2 separate regions of the Mus musculus genome follow, and region 2 is linked to region 1. Evidence: chromatin contacts called from public Hi-C data. All regions are on one chromosome and are shown on one strand. Each heading gives the region's core, a stretch centred on a gene start, on an enhancer-like site or on the middle of the called end of the contact. The rest is flanking DNA. Distances are from core to core; before and after follow the strand shown.

Region 1 (6,963 bases), core at 3,361-5,860:
AATTTCCTGGGGGCTTTTATTAGATATGAAAATGTCCATCCAGACCAAAAAAAAAATGCACTAACCTTTTCTTAGTAGTATTCATATTATCCCCAAAGTAGAAAACAACACAATTGTTCATCAGATGACGGATGGATACACATCATGTGGGTACCCGCACACTAGACTACAGACTGGATATAAACACAGAAGTACTGATACACACCACAGCATGGATGAACCTCAAACACTACAACAAATGAAATATTCCAGGAGAAGCCAATCTATGTAAAGTAATCAGTGGGAGTTACAAACAGGAGTGGGTAACGGCTGCTAGTGAGTTCTGGGTTTGCCTAACACACTAAAGCAATGGAACTCAACCAGCACATTACAAGCAATGGAACTGTATTTTAAGGGAGTAAATGTAATGCTACATGAAACATGTCTTAAAAAGTGTTTTCACATTGTTTTACAGACAGGGTCTCATCTCACGCCCCTCAGGTTGTCCTCAGAATACAGTGAGGATGACTTTAAGTCTGGTCCTTCTACGTCCAGCCGAACTGAGCTTTGTGTATGCGGAACAAGAATCTTCCCAACTGAGCTATCCTCCCAGTCACAACAAAACATTTTAAAAAATAGACATACAATAAAACTCTTGTACTCCTCATTCCTGAAGCCGTCCATCTTTATCCTCTATAATCCATCAACAGGCAGCTTTCCATGTGTTCACTGGGAGTCTAATGAAAGCCCCCAGGAAATTCAATTCTCTTTTTCTTTCCCTGGAACACCTTCTCTGCAACACAGTCAATTCACATGTTCACTTAAGACCTTTAAAATTTGTTTATTTTTCATTAATGCGTATGTGTGTAAGAAGAATATCTATACCACAAACAGGCAGACAACCCCAAAGGCCAGAAGTCGAAGCTGGAGCTACAGGCAGTTGTGAGCTACCATGTGGGGTACTAGCACTGAACTTGGGTCTTCTCCAAAATGTCTAAGGGCTCTTAACTGATGAGCCATCTCTTCAGGCCCTCAAGCTTTTTCTATCTACTTAATCATCACTGACCTAATTTTGTTTGTGATTCCCTATCACCTATAATTAGTAACAGTGGCATCTCAACTGTACCTATAGTTTCACCTCATTCTATGCCCATAGCCTCTAATTCATGCCATCTCTTTTATCATCTTGGAAATAAACCACTGCTTCCAGACTTATATTGGGATTGCATCCTGATATGTCCCTCATCAACTGTTAGTATTAAATATTGAAAAAAATACATTTAATATATCTACCCCATTGAATATTATGACTTAGCAACATACCACACTGTAGAGTTGGTGTACCAAGTATCATAGAGCTCACTGGTAGTTGTGACTTGCTGCTACTGCCCAAAATCAAGAAAAAAATATTCCTACCACATATTATTAGCCTAAAAGAAGATTAAATTTCAGAATATGGTTTCTAGGCTGAGGGTTCAGTGGTAAGAGTGTTTAGCATGTTTAGGGCTTTAGGCTTTAGCACAGCAAGACCAAAGTTTTATTTGTTACTGTTGAATGCTTATCACTTTTTGCAGCTTTAAAAATCCCAAATGGATCCATCCTAAACTGGGGTCCACCACAGATGCTCCAGAATTGTGAAGATGAAACATAGGTTTTGTTTTGTTTTGTTTTGTATTTTATGGTTTTAGAGCTTTATTGTAGAAAAGCAGGGAGAGAGAGAAAAGGTAGAAAGAGGGAGAGAGGCCGGCTATAGCCACGTGTAGAGAGGGGAAAGGGAGAGAGAGAAGGAAAGCTAGAGAAGAGAGTAAGAAAGGCGAAAGCTTAAAGAGGGAAACACAGTTTTGAATCAGCTGGGAAGTCACTGTGAGCAGCCAGGGAAGAGATTCAGACAGGGTACGATAGAAATCAAGGATGCCAGGAAGCACGATCCGGCCTTTATCATGTCCTAACTTACCAGTTTACACACCAGAGCCTCAACTACAGCATCATAGCCTGTGCAGTATTTAACACAGCATCCTGAACACAGATAGTATCAAATGTGTGCTGAAATAAAAGCCCTGAAATCGTCTTATATATGTATGTAATAGTCCCTAAATCTTTTTTTTTTTTAATTTATTTATTATATGTAAGTACACTGTCGCTGTCGCTGTCTTCATATACTCCAGAAGAGGGAGTCAGATTTTGTTACGGATGGTTGTGAGCCACCATGTGGTTGCTGGGATTTGAACTCCGGACCTTCGGAAGAGCAGTCGGGTGCTCTTACCCACTGAGCCATCTCACCAGCCCCATAGTCCCTAAATCTTAACAACTATCCAAGTCCTCAGATAGGAACTAGAGATGACAGAAAGAACAAAATTGAAACAGGGCATGTACTCACTTCTCAATGAGTACTACATGTTCTTACTTTGATTGTTCAAGGTGACTAAATGCTGCCCTCAAACTGCTGCATACTATGTATTGTTATCTTTAAATGCTTAAGGATCAATGCTGAGGGGGGGCCCCATTAAAAAAAGCAAACATTTAAATACCAAAGTTCACTCCTTTTTAAAAGTACATGCCAAGATTTGCACCCCTAAGCCTGAACAAGCAGTTAGGAGGAGATTAACAATGAATCCTGAAGGACAGGGTGAGGGAAAGTGGCCCTGGTAGGCTCTTCTTCCAAACAATCGGGCTTGCCGATTACATCCTAGTAGTGAACCTCTGTAGGTAAAGAGAAGGCAAGTCATACCCAGCACAGGCACTACAGATGGCCAAGGTCCGGCCTATGCGACTGGAGCAATAGCATCACTCCAGAGCACATCTCTATGGTTTTCTGAACAGCCAGAGTCTGACTCCACCATGTAAAATTCCCATGTGTGGTCCTGAAATAATATACACGAGCAAAGAACACTTCTCATTTGTTTAGCTCTAGAAATGTATTTTCCTCCTCTTAGTCATACTCATCCGGTTACTTGCCTTCCTGCATGATTTAGAGGTCAGAAGACATATGATGTAATCTGTAATCTATCAGATCTGCTTGAAAGATTTCTTTGGGAGCAAATCAGTTATCTCCAAATTTATCATTAAGGTTCAAGAAAGAAAAAAAAAGGTAAAAGAAAGACAGTTTTTCACTTGGCTGAGTTCCTTTAAAAATTCCCTTTTTTATTTGTAACAACTTGAATACTCATCCTTTTTAACTATTAAGTAGTTTGGATTAAGGAATTATGATGTGTATTTAAGGTGGCTAATTTTTCTTCAGCTCACATTCAGAATACTAAGAAGAGATGGAAAAGAACAACTGGAAGAACAGTTCTAGGAACACTGCTGCGTTTTATTTGTTGCTCTTTGAATGCATGCATGCAGATGCTAACACTTCCACTTCCAATGTCCAAGAAGGCTATTTCCTCTTTTTTTTTTTTTTTTTTTTTTTTTTAAGTACTAGTATTACAGGAACACCATACCTCCTTTGGCTCTCAAGTAATTTTTAGTTTCTTTTTCCAAAAAGCTGATTATCATCAAGATTTCCTCAACTTTTGTATAAAGGACAACATTTGATTCTTGTTCTTATTAATGGCTTCAATAGGTCAAGATAACTTCTTACAGTGAATACTTTGCTTGATAGCATTAAGAGAAAGCATTGTCACCAGGAGACAGAAAGTGCCAAAGCAAAAAGTAAATTTTATCAGCTGACAGAAACAAATCTTTTAGGATTAAAAAAAAAAAAGCCCATAAATAAATAAACAACGGAAGCACAAAAGTATGATTCAACAACATGGCTCTCTGTTCCACTGGTCTACAACTAAATAATGATCTGGAACAGTAAAGTTTGTAAATGAGTGGCTTTCAAAAGCTCACCTGTAAGAAAGGCTGGCTGAGCACTTTATTTTACTCCAGGGCACAGTCTTGTGCTGCCCTGAAATGCACAATTCCCCGTTTTTATCTGAGGATTGGAATTACATGAATGTAATTACAAGCATCAAGCATAGCCTGTTCTGGTAATATGTGGGTTTTGTTTGTTGTTGTTGTTGTTGTTCTTGTCTTGGTTTTGTTTGTTTGTTTGTTTGTTTTAACCTGCAGTATGGACAGGCTTACAGTGTCTGGCTAAGAACTCGGGAGAACTGAGGCTGGAGAGAGAGGTCAGTGGTTAACAGTGCTCATTGCTCTTGCAGAGAAGAGAAGGTAGGTTTAGTTGATAGCACATACATGTAAGCTCACACCTATCTGTAAGTCCAGTACAGGGTATCCGGAGCTCTTGCTTGGCTTCCACAGGAATCAGGCAGGCAGGAGGTACACATACATACATGCAGGCAACCCTCACACATGTCAGATAAAAACAAATCTTTCAAAAATAATTAAACTAAAACTCTTTGCATCTTAACTAGAACAATAAGACAAGAGGAAATAAAAAGCCAAAGGAGATACAGACAGGAAGAGGACGAAGTGTCCTTGTTTGCAGATGATAGGATTCTGTACTTCAGTTACTTCTCAGTTGTGTGATAGAAGAACGTGATCAAAGTGACTAATGGGAGGAAGGGCTTATTTTAGCTTATGACTCCAGAGGGATCGGAATCCATTACGGTAGGAAAGCATGGCAGCATGTGGCAGGCACTGCAGCAGGAGCAGGAAGTGAGAGATCACAGGTTTTACCACAAGCACAGAGAAAAGGAGCTGGAAGCTGGGTAGGGCCCTAAACTCTGGAGGCCTGCCCCTGCCTCCAGTGACTCACCTCCTCCAGCAAGACCACACCTCCCAGACTGCTCAGGGTAGCGCCGCCAACTGTATGTAAGTGTGCAAATGTCTAAGCCTATGGGGCACACTTCTCTTTTTAACCACCACAAAGGTCCTAAAGAAGACTCTTAGCACTTCCAGCTAAGTGATAAGTGCTCAGTGGAAAAGTGGCAGGCTACACAAGTAACATACAAACCTGGAAGCCTCCCTATATACCAATGACAAACTGAGAACTAAATCAAGGGAACAATCATATTCACAAATGTCTTAATATTAAAAACAAACAAAAACCCCTGGAATAAACCTTAGGAAATGAAAGACTACAATGAAAACTCACTCACTGAAGAAGAAAAAAAATACTAAAAAGACACCAGAAGGTAGAAAGGCATCCCACATTCATTGATTGGAAGAAGTAATATTGCAAAAATGGCCGGTCATTCTATCAAAACCAATCTATAGAGGCAATGAAATCTCATAAAAATCCCAATGCCATTCTTTACTGAAATAGATAAAACACCTTTGAGATTCATATTAAAGCACAAAAGATGCCAGATGGCCAAGTAACCCTGAGCAGAGAGAACACTGGGGACAGAGACGATGGCTCAGTTACTGACGTGCCTGGTGTGCAGGTATGAGGACGTGAGTATCTAGCACCTACATAAAGCTAGGGACAGCAGGGCATGTAGGTAACTTCAGCCCTGGAAGGGGGTGATAGGCAGGTGGATTCTGGATTCCTGAAACTCACTGGCCAGCCTGAAGCCTAGTCAATTGATGAGCTGCAGGGTTAGTGAGAGACTCTGTCTGAAAAAGATTAGATAGAAAGAAATGGAGGAAGATATCTCATGTTGACCTCTGGCCTCCACATGCAGACACATGAAGCTGCATGCTCATGTGAATACACCCACACAGACATGAACACACACTATACACCTCCATACATATGAATGACGTTATAGGTATCAGTCACTTGATTTCAAGCTATGCTTTAGAGCCATAGTATTAACTAATAAAATCAGCATAGAACTGGCACAAGATAGACACACAGATCAATGGAGTAAAAGAGGACTCAGATGCAAACCTGCACAACCACCACCGTTTGAGTTTTAACAATTATGACAAAATTTCACAGTGGAGAAAATGCAGCCTCTCTGACATATGCTATCAGGAACACTGGATAACCACATGCAGAAAAATGAACCCAAATCTCCATCAAATACCCTGTAGAAAAATCTTCTCTAAATGGACAGGAGACCTTAATGAGAGACCTAAAGTTTAAAACTGTTGGGCCTCAATTTGGTCCTGGTTTGGGCCTTGAGGACAACCGGAGCCTGTTTCTTTTGGGCCGTTGACACTCGCCATCCTACATGACTCCTAGGTATTTACCTGAAAGACTTCAAAGAAATTCTTGCACACTAATGTTTATTACAATGCTATTCATAATAGCTAAGTAATAAAACCACCTAAGGGTTCATCATCAAAAGTACGGTACTTATGCACAACGGGAGTCTTTTAAAGACAAGTTTTATGTAGCCTGACTACTTTTGAACTTGCTTTAGAGCTGAAGATCACCTTGAACTTCCGATCCCATCACTTCCATCTCACCAGTGCTGGAATTACAAATATTCATTGCCACATCTAGTTCATGAGATAGTAGGATTTGAACCCAAGGCTTTGGTAAGTATTCTATCAAAGGAGCTAATTTCCCTGCCTACACAATGGAATTTTTTTTTTCAGTCATAAAGAACAAAGATGCTATCTGCAGAAAAATGGATGCAGGCAGGGCTACGACATTAAGTCTACCTTAGACAAATATCACATTTTATCTCATTACTGATTTCTAGATTTTATATTAGTACATAAAACACGTATGTATATATGACCTGAAAGCAGAAGCAAAACTGTATAGGGGACAAAGGGGAGAAACCAGGGTACAGAGAAGAGGGTGGGAGACATGTTGGAAAAATATGCTCAAAACTAAAATAAAGTTGAACAGAGAAAAAACCTATTTTAGGAGGTGAATCTTATGAAAAAAATGTATTCTTTTACAATTTTGGAAAAATCTTTCTTTATATGCATACTTTTGTACTCTTTTTTATTTTTCTAATCTACTTTGATTTTTACTCTACTTTTTCATTTTTTTGATTGGCATACAAAGAAATGGGCTTCATTGTGACATTTTATAGATATGCATATATTATAATGTTTTGTTCTTATTTACAACCCTTCTTCCTGTCATTCTCCTGTCCTGCCTCCCTGGTTCCCTTCCTGACTCTAAAT
Region 2 (6,972 bases), core at 978-3,477, 280 kb before region 1:
CCTTGAGCCAGGCAGTTGGTGGGCACCTCTAGTCCTAGCTCCTTGGAATATGTTGAGGTGTTAGGATTGCTAAAACCCAGAAGTTTGGAGACCAGCCTGAGCAACACAGTGAGACTCTAGTTCAAAAACAAATAGGCAAAACAACTACAAAAACAACAAAGAAACTAGAATAAAATAAAATGAACTATAGTAGCAACAAAACCCCATGAAGGCTGTCTGAAGATCATAGAGAAGGCAGCAGAAATTTATTAGCCATACATACAACAGATATTTAAAACATGCAAATGGTAGCTTACAACCATCTGATCTGATGCCCTCTTCTGGTTGTCTGAGGACAGCAACAGTGTACTCACATACATAATATAAATAATTTTAAAAATACTGTCTATACTCTAGTTTTAAGGAGGTTCTTAGTCTTCATAATAATATTGTAAAGATTTTAAAATTTTACTGATGAAGATCAAAATTGAGGCAGAGAAACAAGCCAACTTAACTGATATGTTAAGATTAGACTTAGCTGGGCGTGGTGACCTTTAATCCTAGCACTTGGGAGGCAGAGGCAGGCGGATTTCTGAGTTCGAGGCCAGCCTGGTCTACAGAGTGAGTTCCAGGACAGCCAGGGCTACACGGAGAAACCCTGTCTCATAAAACCAAAAAAAAAAAAAAAAAAAATTAGACTTACCAACATAACATGATTCTACAGTACTATGCATGAAGTTGGATTTGTAAGGGCTGGGGGTGTATTCCCAGAGATAGAGTATCTGCCTAGCGTATAACAGCATCACAGCTTTGCTATTCAGAACCATAAGAAATCAATCAGCCTTCTACACTAATGAATACATGTTTGTATACATGCAGTGCCTTTTGTTTTTGGGACAGAGTTCTCCTATGTATCTCAGGCTGGCCTAAAACTGGGATCTCCCTGTGGCACCACATCTAGTTTATATATGAATATCTTAAAATGTAAGATGCTGTCACCATCAAGCATTCCTAATTGTTGACTAAGTGAGTTTTCATTCTACCTTTGCTAGCCAGCAGTACAACCTTCAACAGAACTGCTCCTCTGCCTTGACCTCTGGATGTGCTGTTATTTGAAGAGTTCAGAACTAAGTACTCTCTAAGGACCTTTCAAGATCTCCTATTCCAGAAGTCTTCTAGTCTATTCTATTTATTCCCTTTATCTTGGCTGGTTGTTCTGGATAATGAGATTTACAACCATGGAGAATTGTGGTCATTGTAGGCATTCAGAAAAGCGGGGAGGAGATGGTACACATATTAAATAAAAAAAGTTTTTTTTTTTTTTTTTTACTTTTCTCAATTAAATTTTTGTAGCAATGTTTCAATATGTAGAATTTCAGTTATTTTGGTCTAACTCCTATGAATAAAGTTAGAATTTCTTTTAAAAAGAATACATGTGAATAGTTTGTCTGTATTTTTGTATATGGACCAAATGCATGCCTAGTGCCTGTAGAGGTCCAAAGAGGGAGTCAGATCCCCTGGGACTGAATTTACAGAATTTTGACCTATTATGTGGGTACTGGGAATTGAACCCAGGTCCTCTGGATGAACAGCCAATGTTCTTGACTGCTGAACCATCTCTCCAGTCCTAAAGTTAGAATTTTTTGATGCTCCTTTCCTATTCCAACAATAGATTTCTCAAAACAACATTTGGAAATGAGTTAGAATTTTAAAACAAAATAGATTATACGACAACTTTCAAAGTTATAGTCAAACACTACAACTAAATAACTTAAGTAAACTGTAGCAGAATATCTATTTCAATTAGTGGCCAGATGGGGCTTGATATTGAAGCTAAATTCAGATATGTAATTAAAAACAATTAAATTTCACATTTGATATTAACCTAATTAAAAGAAACAGCAACTGTCAGACATAATTTGGCACAGAGTCAGACATTGTTCAATTAATAGTATGTAATCTTGCTAACAAGGAGGCAGAGCAACCACGAAGAGTCCAAGCGAAGTGTGGACTACAATCCCAGCACTTGAAAGTCAGAGGCAGACCAGCCTCAGGTATATGTCTCAAACCCAAACAAAGATAAGGGTTACAAAGGAAGTTTGGCTGAGACAACAAAAAAGCCTCCATGGTATAGGCTGACTGAGTAAACAGAACAGAAACTGAGGCATCGCTTAAAACTGTGGCTGCAGAGTCCAAGAGGAAGAGGAAACGTGTCCAGGGGAAGCAGAAGCAGAAGCAGAAGCAGAAGCAGATTTTCTTCAGAAATTCAGGTGGACAGACCACTGGAAACCCAGACACCTCCCAGTGGGCAGTGAGGCCTTGGGCAATGACTTAATGTCTGGAAAGACTCTGATCTATGAGAAGAACCAAATTAAAAACTGGACAGGTCCATTTGAGGTGAGATTGAAGACTGCAAAAAGGTTAACAGGGCAAAGAAAATGAGGCCAAAATCCCAGGGTTGATCCTAACTAGAACAGAGGAACAGGGCCAGAACTTACCAAAGGGGTGAAGGATCCCCCATAGCATAGATATCATGCTAGAGTGATATGTGCATATGCTGAATTTGATGGTGGAGTTCAGAGGTCTGGGGCATGTTTGTAGAAGCAGAAATGGAGACCAGAGGGGCTTGACACATAGCAGTACCTCCAAATCATGAATTCCAAATGCTCCTATTCTAGTCTTGTATTAAATCATAGCCTCTGGTTTTCATCTGTGTACTTTTAGAAATGGTCATTTAAAAATGAGGCTGCCCCCGGGCATGGTGGTTCATGCTTTTAATCCCAGCACTTGGGAGGCAGAGGCAGGCGGATTTCTGAGTTCGAGGCCAGCCTGCTCTACAAAGTGAGTTCCAGGACAGCCAGAGTTATACAGAGAAACCCTGTCTCAAAAAAACCAAAACCAAAACCAAAACCAAAACCAAAACCAAAAAAAACCCAAAAAAAAACAAAAATGAGACTGCCATTTTTAATGGTGTTAACTGAGAAAAGTATCATTTAGTAGGATTGTCATTTTACATATACAGAGAGGTTCTAGTGAATAAAATTAATTTCTAAAATTGGGTCACACTTAGTTTTATAAAACCAACTATATTTTCCTCATTTTTAAAATTTTGTTGTTAACTGATTAAATTTTTCTTAATTTAATACTGGCCTAGAGGTCCATGTTTTGCGGTATCTACCACAGCCAGTATTTTCACACTGTGTTCAAGCCTCTACAGAAAAGCATGGGAGAAAAACATTTAGGTCTTGTTCAACTTGTAATCTTCTTCTTCCCTTTCAGGTATTAAGATTTAAGATTGCATTTATGTTCATAGCAGCCTTAATTGTGATACCAGAAGCTGGAAACAACCTAGATGTCTCATGACAGAAGAATGGATACAGAAAATGTGGTTCATTTACACAATGGAATACTACTCAGCTATTAAGAATGAGGACATCCTGAGTTTTGCAGGCAAATGGATGGAACTAGAAAATATCCTGAGCGAGGTAACTCAGACCCAAAAGGACATGCATGGTATGCACTCACTAAGAAGTGGATAAGTACAGAATACCCGAAACTCAGTCCACAGAACTCAAAAAGGTCAACAAGTTGAAGTGTCCAAGTGAGGATACCTCAGTCCCACTTGGGAGGGAGAAGAAAGCAATCACAAGTGGGGAGGGAGGAAGGGACCTGGGAGGGAAAGTGAATGGGTAGGGGGAGTCTGAGGGAGAGGGAAACCTGATCTGGTATTGGGTGAGGTAAAAGGACTGAAGCCCTGAGGAAAAGCAGAAAGAATGGGAACAGGCAACCTTGGAAAACAGGACCCTCCAGAATGCACCAGAGACCTGGGAGGTAAGAGACTCTCAGAACTCAAAGGGAGGGACCTTAGATGAAATGCCTGACAGTAGGGAGAGGAACTTATAGAGCCCACCTGCAGCAGGAAGACAGGACATCAAGTGAGGGATGGGGTTGCCATCTCACAGTCACATCTCTGACCCATAATTGTGCCTGTCTGGAAGAATTACAGGGATGGAAATGGAGAGGAGCCTGAGGAAAAGAAGGCCCAAAGTGGAATCCAGCTCAAGGGGAGGTTCCAAGGCCTGACACTATTCCTGATGCTATGCAGTGCTCACAAAAAGGGATCTATCATGATTGCTCTCTGAAAGACCCAACAAGCAGCTGAAAGAGTCAGATGCAGATATTTGCACCTAACCAATGAACAGAAGCTGCTGACCCCTGTTGTTGAATTAGGGAAGGCTGAAAGAAGCTGAGTAGGAGGGTGACCCCATAGGAGGACTAGCAGTCTCAGTTAATCTGGACCCCTGAGAACTCTCAAACACTGGACTACCAAACACACAACATACACCACATGATATGAGTCCCCCCAACACATAAAGCAGAGGACTTCCGGGTCTGTGTTCATTCAGAGATGATGCACCTAACCCCAAGAGACTGGAGGTTCCAGGGAGTTTAGAGGTCAGGCAGGGTGGGGGGTGGGGACATCCACGTGGAGACAGGGGGTAGGGAGGAGGTAGGGGATGTGGAACAGTCAGAGGGTAGACTGGGGGAGGGAATAAAATATGGAGTGTAAAAAAAGTAATTAAAAAAACCCAATGTTTAAAATTACTTCAAGTTTAATGTTGAAGATCTCATAAGATCTACACATTGAATAAGTAACAAAGTTGAAATCTAAAATTGAGACTTTGTCTCTCAATTTAGATCTTGGAGAAATGACTATATCTATAGGCTTTGTAGCATTCAGCATCTTAAGAATAACAGAGATAAAGTTTGGAGCAGAGACTGAAGGAATGACCATCCAGGGACTGCCCCACCTGGGGATCCATCCCATAAACAACCACTAAACCCAGACACTATTGCAGATGCCAACAAGAGCTTGCTGACAGGAACCTGATATAGCTGTCTCCTGAGGGGCTCTGCCAGTGCCTGACAAATACAGAAGTGGATGCTCACAGCCATCCATTAGATGGAGCACAAGGTCCCCAATGAAGGAGCTAAAGAAAAGTACCCAAGGAGCTGAAGGTGTTTGCAGCCCCCTAGGAGGAACAACAATATGAACTAATCAGTAACCTCAGAGCTCCCTGGGACTAAACCACTAATCAAATAAAACAGACGGAGGGACTCGTGGCTCTAACTGCATATGTAGCAGAGGATGGCCTAGTCGGTCATCAATGGGAAGAGAGGCCCTTGGTCCTGTAAAGGTTCTTTGTCCCAGTATAGGGGCATACCTGGGCCAGGAAGCAGGAGTGGGTAGGTTGGGGAGCAGGGGATTGGGTGGGGGGAGAGGATAGGGGATTCTCAGAGGGGAAACTAGGAAAGGGGACATTTGAAATGTAAATAAAAAATATCTAATTAAAAAAGAATAACTATGACTGGATATTTAATCAGACTTAAGATTTTCAGGGATCTAAGACAACCTTTTAATACAAACGCCTCTTCCACTAAACACAAAATTCTAGTTCTACCATTATTATAAGTCCAAAATTGAAGTTATACAGAATTTTGGAATGTACTCTGGTAATTTCAACAAATCACTACTACCTTTCTTCACAATGGGTAATCGGAAGTCATCCATGAACAGCAACAAAACAGGAGGGGTGGGTGCCGGGAGTCTCAAGACACATCTGCGAGCTTTCCAAAGTTGAGAACTCAGGACCAGACTGCTCCTACTCCCCAGTCTGTGGGTTTTGGCAGGTAACACTAGACTTAATCTATGCTGGTTGGCTAGGGAGGTGAGGGGGAGTGTCTCGTATAAATAGACAGAACAGGAAGACGGATCAAGTCTTAGAATGGAGAAAGGGGTCATGTTTTTCCCAGTCACCTTTTCCTCCTCCAGAGTCTGGACTTTCCTGAAGGTCAGGGCTACAGAGAGTTCTATGAAGATTTATGTAGCTCATATTCAATTCAAGACCTGTTTTTTTTTTGGGTGACTAGACCAAGTTGCAAACAACAAAAACAAATAATAATAATGAAGGAGATCTAATTCTTCAGAACTGCTCGTAATAACACTTTTTTTTTTTTTTAAAGGGAACAGGAATTTCAGAGCTGGCTGGAAACTGGTCTGGATGTTTATTTTCCTCATTGTCTCAGTGGAAAAAAAAAAGGGTGGGTGATTCAGAAAGCAGCCTCCACCTCTGGCCTGGGGCTTGAGTCAGTCTCCACCCTGTTCTTTGCTTTGCTCCTCAACAGCTGGGTTGTAGTCTGGGGAGATTCTGCTTCTTGCCTCCCACACTGGCTCTCAGCTTCCAAGAAGGGTCCCAAGAGAAGCTGTGAATCTAAGTTCAGAGAAACAACACCAAAAGGTGGGAGAGGGAACAGGGAAGAAAAGGCCTCTCAGGCATATGAGAAGGGAAATATTTCTCCCCTGCCTTATTCTATCCTAATTTTTCACTCTCCTACCCACTTTCATCATGGGGTGGCAGGGGAGGACAAGGTTGTCAGAAGGCATCTGTGTGGACAGCAGCTCTCCCACAGCTCTTTCTGCTGTCTAGCAGGAATAGGTGGTCTAGAGACGGATGAGCTGTTTGAAGACCCCCCACTGACATTCTTCCATAGGATGCTGCATATTTCCTCAAAGCATTCCTATGAGTGTTGTCTGACCCCAGATGAAAACCAAGGCTTGAAATAGTCTGCTAGAGAGATAGGAAACTCAAGGATTACTGGAAGCTTAAATATTTATAAAACAGATTTTGGGGAGCAGCCTCATCAAATATTTTTTAGTAGAGAAAAGGTGGAAGAAGAAAACATCTAGAACTCTGGGATTTCATTCCACAGAATTAGGCTAACTATTGTCACAAAACTCTTGCCAAGGGGTAAAGGATAAAGGAAAAGCTAATTCCATGGAGAGAATATAGAAGAGGCTTTGGCCCTATTTCTAAATCTTTACCAGTTACAAAATAGGACTTTGGTGAGCTAAACTCCCTGAGCTCCAATTCATTCATAGTGGCTTGCTGGCTAGTTGGAGACAGACCATGTTAGTTTGCTAATTTAGCTGTC

What was found. A called contact is a pair of places that touch in the nucleus more often than the background predicts.
Region 2: a Hi-C map of bone marrow-derived macrophages shows a contact between it and region 1, with 25 read pairs. The contact joins two enhancer-like sites. A contact is called at or near these places in 1 of 15 datasets of contacts at CTCF or cohesin (the NIH/3T3 cell line), 2 of 484 Hi-C or Micro-C datasets (bone marrow-derived macrophages and nephron progenitors), 1 of 115 datasets of contacts at active chromatin or transcription factors (large pre-B cells) and 1 of 9 other capture datasets (embryonic stem cells).

The regions. Positions count from the first base shown.
Region 1 is chr7:96,973,813-96,980,775 of GRCm38.p6, reverse strand. All of the region lies in intron 5 of Nars2 (asparaginyl-tRNA synthetase 2 (mitochondrial)(putative)), which reads right to left. Among named protein-coding and RNA genes, the nearest start is that of Nars2, 26 kb to the right of the region's middle. Within about 2 kb of position 4,610, at least 30 of the 459 cell types and tissues checked have an H3K27ac peak or open chromatin away from gene starts, as enhancers often do. A contact at or near this core is called in bone marrow-derived macrophages, where this site is marked.
Region 2 is chr7:97,247,051-97,254,022 of GRCm38.p6, reverse strand. The region is part of intron 2 of Gab2 (growth factor receptor bound protein 2-associated protein 2); the gene reads right to left. Among named protein-coding and RNA genes, the nearest start is that of Usp35, 82 kb to the left of the region's middle. Within about 2 kb of position 2,227, at least 37 of the 459 cell types and tissues checked have an H3K27ac peak or open chromatin away from gene starts, as enhancers often do. A contact at or near this core is called in bone marrow-derived macrophages, where this site is marked.